Regions from separate parts of the Gossypium arboreum genome. Here region 2 is linked to region 1. The links are chromatin contacts, called in public Hi-C maps. All regions are on one chromosome and are shown on one strand. The core of a region is the stretch at or near the end of the contact, and the rest is flanking DNA. Distances in the headings are between cores, read along the strand shown. Region 1 holds the start of LOC108453529 (transcription factor MYB1). Region 2 holds the start of LOC108482954.

Region 1 (3,838 bases), core at 307-2,806:
TTATGGCATCTTTTCTAACAGCGGCATAATGACAGCAAGAATGAAACCTCTGACTCGTCTCCAAAAAAAACTCTAAGTTTCATAACATAAAGGCAAACTCGGGCGCATGACCACAAACATTAGTATGATAAGACTCCAGTCCGTTAATGAAATGGAAGCTGAAATTAGGGAGTTGCTCTAAGTGATGATTTACACATTGCATAAGGCAATAGAAATCTGTCACTAAGATCGACTAGGCAAAGATGCATTGTTCTACATACACCACACCGACTTTATCTCCACTCTCCGGGAATAATTAACAAACAATATGATACTTATCTCCCAAAATGTACATATTACCCTCGATAACCCCAAACATTCTTTTGTGAGATTGTGGGTTGGAGTGATCGTTTCAGCTTCAACTAACTTCCGATGGCACCCAAAGACACCTTCATTACACACGAGAAGGAAAAGCAATGGCAGTTGAGCTTAAAAAAGACTTTCAAGATACAAACATAAGACCTACATACATCCTATCATCTTCTTATTAAACTTTGAAGCTAAGATCAAGTAGGCAAAGATGCATTATTCTAAGTATACGACATGTAGCATAAAAGGGTTAAAAGTAAAATGAACTGGCATATGGCGATAGCGATGATTTCAGCTTCAACTCGCTTCCAATGGCATAAGAAAAGAATACCAATGGTGTTCTCGATAACAGGCATTGTACTGAATACATCTTCGTGAATTGGAACAAGCCGATAAGACAACAATTTTCACTAAGGCCTAATAGATATCACACTCTAGAACTTAAATTTCCTACTAAGAAACAAAGATACAGCCTTTACAATACAATGTAACAAATAAAGTACCAAAATCCAACAAAACTTGGAACAGCTGCAGCATTTGTTTAAAAACCAACTACAAAACCAAACATCATCAATCAATCAAACATTAATCCAAATGTAAAAAAAAAAAAAGAAAAAAGAAAAACATAAATAAAAACACAATCTTTTTTCACTATCTAAATCAAAAACAAAAAAAACAAAGAACCAACAACTACCCATTTAAGAACAACCAAAACCCAAACTAAAAAAATCCAAATCCTCATTCAAATAAAAGAAGAAAAAAATTACCAGTGAAAGGCTTGCGCTTAAGGCAAGGGTCAAGCTGGTTACACCAACGAAGCCGACACGATTTCCCAGACCGACCCGGAATTCCTCGGGCGATCAAACTCCAATTCCTCGCCCCGAACTTCGCCACCAACCGACTCAACACCGCGTCTTCCTCCGGTGACCACGGCCCTTTCACTCTTGTATTATTATTATTACTACTACTCCCGCCACCACCACCCACACCACTGCCACCACCGCCACCAAGCTCCGACTCAGCCACAATAAGCTCCAACTCATCACCACCGCTACCAGAACCACTACCACCAGCCGCCGGAGAGTCTTGACGGTTGCTTTCTTTTTCATCCTCCATATTTTGGGGCTTTTCTTTTTTTCAGTTTATATTTTTTTTTTCCTTTTTTGCTCCTTTATTGTTACCCACCTGCCCAACTGCAAAATATTCATTTTTCTCGGTGTTCTTTAACAAAATGACCGTTATATCCTCTCAAAACGGTGACGTTTCTTTTTTTCTTATTGTCTTTTTTGACTTTGGTTGACTTCTGTTTAAGTGGGATCTAGTTTGTTATTGGTCAATTACGTTCTAAGCCCTTTCAATCAATGTTTGGTAACTAGGTTTTCGTTGTAATAATTGACTAATATTTGGGGTGTTTTGGGTATCTTTGATTCGGTTATTTGGTGGGCCATATCGCATAAGAAACCGCCTTCAGTTTTTCGTCTTACGAAGTTGAATAATGTAGTCTTTGGTTTTATAATTACAATTTTACCCTTTTGGGCATTTGTGTTCAAATATGGGTTTTGCGCCCATGGGCCTATACTATAAATGATCTTATTGGGCTTTTATATTTACTACAGGCTCAATATATTTATTAGTAAATTACATGACCCAATGGGCCTACACAACAAAACAAATATAAAAACCATGTTATCCTTCCAAGTAAACATCCATGGATCGGGCCAAACTAGAGGTGTTCATGAGTTAGGTAGTCTAATTGACCCGACCTATTCTGGGTTAGTCCGTTTTACTATTTATAAATAATGAAAAACATAAAATAGTTTTTTATTTATATTCAAATTAATATTTGTATAATTAAATTTAAATAAAATTTTATTATTTTTAAATAAAAAGGGCTTGTTTGGCGGGCCTAGGTGGGTCGTACTCGAATTCAAGTTCGAAGCTTTTTGGAACTAAACTTTAGCCTAACCTAACTCATGAACACCTCTAAGCCACCGTGGCGGCAGGGGGCTAGCATAGGCCCCCCCCAAAATGTAAAATTATTTTTAGGCTCTTAAATTTTTAAAAAATTTAAATTAGTAAAAGTAAAATTACACTTTGGCCCCCCTAAAATTATAAAATTTCGATTTAATTCTTTACAAATTATAAAGATATAAACTATAAAAAATTAAAATTTCATCCGGCCCCTTAAAAAAAATTTTGGCTTCCCCCCTAAGCCAAACTAACTTCCGAAACTTGGAATCAGGATTCATAAAAGTTGGTTTTAACTAACTTACTTGATGAATTGATGTTGGTCGATTAAATCTAACCAATTAAATCTAGTTTGGTTTAAGTAGATTATAATTATCAATTTTCTATTTACTCAATTAGATCCATCCTACCCATTCAATAAATTTAATAACGCTATTACCATAACCAACCCATAACCAAATTAGCTAAATACCTATATCCACCCAACCTAATTAATGAAACCTAATCCTATGGTACATCCATTATGTATAATTATAAGTTTTGATTATATCTACTTTTTTTAATAAAATATCTAAAATTATTCATAGCCCCTTCCCAATCCATATATAGGAAGATAATACGTTTCAGCACATTCAAACACACATCTTCTTGCATTAACAACAATTGAATCATCAAGCGAATTCATTAAATTAAGTTGGTTTAATTACTTTAACTTACAAAACAAAAGTTATCGGGTGATTTCAATTCCTTTCTCCTAAATAATTAAACTGATGTTCGATTTTCTTGTCTCGAACCTACACATCCTTAATTTCTTTAAGACATATATAATCCTCTAAATAAGGAATTAACAATTTTGTATCCTCCAACATAGACCCCTTTCTAACAATTTTTTTTTTTTTTTACCTTTTTTCATCTTCTTTATCCCTTTCCCTACAAGACTTGCCTAAATAATTTTAAAACATTAAAAAAAAAACCCAAAAATTAAAACAAAAGAAATAAAAAGAACCAATGTTCCAAGTGGAGGATGATATAAAATGTTACTAAAAAGTAAGGTTTTAAGTTGTTGATGAGCAATGATGAGTCCAACAACCAAAGAAGTCCATAAAACTTTATATTATACCAAATCAATAATAAGAATGGGATTCTAAAATGTGACCCTTTTTAATGATTAGCATCCCCACATTTAAATTAACACACTTAATTTTCTTTTTATATAATTAAGTTGACTTATAATCATGAGAAGCATGATCAATCCACTACAATTTAAAACGAACATTCTCTTTAATCAACCTTTGGGATCTTTTTCATTATGTTTAATCTCACTTTTATTTCATCTTTGTCTTTCTATTTCACAATTCTGGGAACCATAGGTTGTCATTTATAATTATACATACATAACGGTTTGATTTGATTTGATTTTAAAAGATATAGTTAATGTGTAGTATTTTGATATTTTTTTTTAAATCGAAATCTTTTTATTATTATATCGTTCATCAAGGAGTGGTTCAGATATTAATAGCTT
Region 2 (3,919 bases), core at 357-2,856, 160 kb after region 1:
AGTGATCCACGGTAAATTGACAAAATGCTACATGCTTAAAGGCTATGAAAGATCAAAGGAATGAGACCATCAAAATGGTATCATTGATGAATATGAATTATGGATAAAAATCTAAGGAAAATAAGCTAATATCTATAATTGGTCTCCAATATTTCAAACTAAGCATTAGCTAACTAATTTGATAATTTAAGGTTCCTAAATAGAGGAAAAGAAGCTAACTTGTAACTGTAATGCACTATTAGCTACCAAGCAATTGGCTTTGATTGGACTAATGTGGAGATTCTTCTTTCTTTCTAGTTAGCTAGCTAACAAGCAAGGCTATCTATTTTAATTGTCACCTTTGATTTCTAGTTTCATCAATATTTATATATGTTATGATAATTTATAATTAGTTTATTTAATTTAATATCTTAATTAGCATATCACCTACTAAAGACAATTTCCTAAATCATTTAAACTAAACCTCGGGGGGCCTACCACGAAAGGTTAGTTTCTAGAGAGAGCAGAATGTAAATACTCAACGGAAATTGTTAACAATTAAGCATACGGCTCTGTGATATATGCTGTAGGTAAATGCTAATGATTTGCAACAAAAAGGCTAACATGCATCCATGGACTGTGCATGACATTCAGAGCAGGATAATCTATGATAAATCCAAGACTCCGATATCATCAAAAGTTCAATTACCTTGCAGCAGTAGGCTGAAAACAGGTTCCTTGTTTGTTAATCTTCCCCACTCGAATTGAAACCAAAGGTATACAAAAGCACCTCGCCAGCATACCAACTTCCGATGGCTCAAAATGCTGAAATTTATCCAAAACAAATGAAATTACACACACAACACATCCAACTTGAAAATTTTAAGAAGAAAATACAAATATGAGCTAAATTTCATCATAGAATTCGATATAAATGGAAAATTTTATCAATTGAAATTCCAAACTATCAAAATACCTGACTCAAGTGAGCTAACAATCGATCCTCGGCTACGCCGTTCGAAACATTGACTTTCAACAAAGGCTTTAACCTTTCATCGGTTCGACAAGCGCCGATTACTTGCATATCCAAAGCTTGTAACCATTGCAGAACCCTATCTTCTCGATCGCTCTGTTGAAGCAACAAATCTCCATCGTTTTCCTCTACGAATATATCCGTTAACCGTTCCGTAAGTCCGATTTCGTTCCTCACCTCACCGCTCTGTCCCGAAGTTGTTCCAGATCCAACGCTAAAGGTACCAACGACGCCGTTGATGGACGAAGATGCGTCCGACGAACCGATTAATTCGTCGTCGTCCCGATCCACGCGGTCGTCAACAAATTCCCCGTTTCTAGAATTAACCATCTCGAAATCAAACAAAATCTATAAAAAATCAAATTCTTCGATTTATTAAGAAACTATAGATTCGATTACGAGAAAAAATATATAATCACAAGCGTAGAGATCAAATGGAGAAAACTTCGACCAAAGCGATTCTAGAGAGAGAAAAGGAAGATTTTTAGAGAGAGAAAGGGAAGATTTTTAGAGAGAGAAAGAGAGAAATATATCTCCTTCACAAAAATGGTGATATTAAAGATTAGGGGGAGAGCTTGGATTTGGCTATATAAAGAAGGAACAAAAACTATAAAAAAATATCTGGCGGACGTCAAGCTGGCGTTAGAATTGATTAATTGTTGTCATTTGAGATCCGTGTTTTGATTGATTAGGTTTTTTTTATTGGTTTAATTCATATTTTAGTCCCTTTACTATGTTAAAATATAAAATCTAACTCTTATTTTAATAATTGTTTTCATTTAAGATCTGTATTGATTAGTTTCTTTTTGTTTAATTATCATTTTAGTCCACTTACTATGTTAAAATATAAAATTTAATCCGTTTAATTTTACATAATTTGATCTACACTATTAGTTCTTGTGGTTAAGATCATGATATCTTTTATTTTTTAAATAACCTTGAGTATTCGATTCATAGTCGATATATAAATTTATTATCGATTTAAAACTTAATTTATGATTTAGCATTTGAAATGTGGCGAAGCTAGAAAAATTTTTTAGAGGTCGAATTAAATTGTATATTCTTACGATAGTAAAAATACAATTTTACCATTTTAATAGTTTATATCTTTATAACTTTTAAATGATTAAATTAAATTTGTATTATTTTTGGGGTCAAAATGTAATTTTACCATTACTAATTTTTTTTATAAATTATAAAGGTCATAAATGAAAAAAATGTCATTTTAGGGGGTCCAACCCCTGCAACCCCCTTTTCTCCGCCATTGCCTTTGAACAATACTCATTTTCTCATTTTGATATCAAACTTTTTTTTATCGTATATTAATACTTAAACTATCATTTCCATTTCAACTTGTCCAAAAAGAAAGTTACCTATAAGAACATTACATGCGACACATTCTTTTTAGATAAAATGAGAAAAGTATAATAGTTCAAATATTAAAACGGGACAAAAAATTAGGTACTAATATGAGAAAAAGAGTATAATTCAGGAGATTTTTTTTAAAGAATATAATTCAAGAATCAGATAATAAATAAAGCATTGGTTTAGCAAGGTTAGCTGAAAATTCTCAAACTCTATGAGATTGAATAACAATAAATAAATAAAAATTCATATCATCACTTGAACAACAACAACAAACAGCTTAATTAAATTGTACTTCTTAACAATATTATAAAATTAGAAAGATCATACCCTAAATTAGAACATAATAGAGGGACTAAAGCCAAAATTAAACCTTTATTATTTGGTAAAAAGACCACGTCACCTTTTATTTTGTTTTAGTCGTGCGGACCCCACTAAAATAGAAAAAGCCACGTCAGTAGGGAGGGAGGGGCGATGATAATGAAGTATTAATTTGTTTGTTTGGGAAGTGAGAAAAGGAAAGAAAATATAAGAAAAAAAAAAGAAAAGAAAAAGCAATGAGTGACAATCAGCAAATGGAAAAGGACTGATTAAAATAGTTTGGAAGTAAATATGGATTTTATTGAGTAGTTGGGGGGAATATTCGTGGCTTTAAAGAGTTAAAAGATTCAAATCTAGGGACAGACAAAAGGTTATTAGTGGGGTCATTAAGGTGACTTAATTGATGGTTGAAGGGGCAAATGGAAACAAATTTTTATATATAAATTATTGATGTAAGTGGATCTAATTGATTACTTAATACTATTAGAAAATTTATTTGAAAATGTTGGATTTTTTCGATAAAGACTAGAATGTGAGAAAAATTTATAAATTTTAAACAAGTATATTAGGTTTTTAAAATATTTAAGTTCGTATTGTATGTTGTTGTAGTATGTTTTTTAGTTGTGTTTATGCATGTAATTTTAATTTTACAAGTGATTTTAAGGATGGTTTTATTGTTGTCCTCTCTGGTTTGGTGAATGCTTAATTGTTTTGTCGATTTTTACTCGACGCTTTGGACCATCTAGGGTTAATTTCCTTATCATATTAATTGCTTACAATTAGTCCAAATATGTTGTGTTTAATTTGTGATGAAAAAAATTGTCAATGAGTCATAATGTTCTATTGATGCTGAGGCTAAAACATTTACTATGTTGATGGAATTTGTCCTTCACTATCACAAGAGTGTTTACTTTTTTTTCTCCTAAATTGTATGGTTCTATTTTTTGAATAAATTAATGAATTTATATTTCAAAAAAAAATTTCAAGTTTGAGTTTCACTATAAATAATTATTTTATGGGAGTCTTTAATTTCACCGTATGTTGTTGTTATGGTTAATTTTGGCCCAATGGGTCAATTGTCATGCACAATTACCATATACGAGTCAACAATCTTATCATGTGTTGTTGTCATGTTGATTCTTAACCCAATTGTACTTAGTATTGATTTGATTCTACTTTGTAATTTGTATTTCTAATTGTACCATATTTATATTCATAAAC

The links. Hi-C and Micro-C count contacts between places; a contact is called where the count stands out from the background.
Region 2: a contact with region 1 is called in a Hi-C map of leaf, with 2.1 times the contacts expected there. The contact joins the promoter of LOC108482954 here to the promoter of LOC108453529 in region 1. A contact is called at or near these places in 2 of 5 Hi-C or Micro-C datasets (both in leaf).

What each region holds. Positions count from the first base shown.
Region 1 is chr10:129,366,834-129,370,671 of ASM2569848v2, forward strand. It overlaps LOC108453529 (transcription factor MYB1), which reads right to left and starts at 1,557. Exons shown (of 2, transcript XM_017751675.2): 1 at 1,116-1,557. The coding sequence starts at 1,464.
Region 2 is chr10:129,530,941-129,534,859 of ASM2569848v2, forward strand. LOC108482954 reads right to left here and starts at 1,607. Exons shown (of 4, transcript XM_017786067.2): 1 at 956-1,607; 2 at 689-804. The coding sequence starts at 1,342.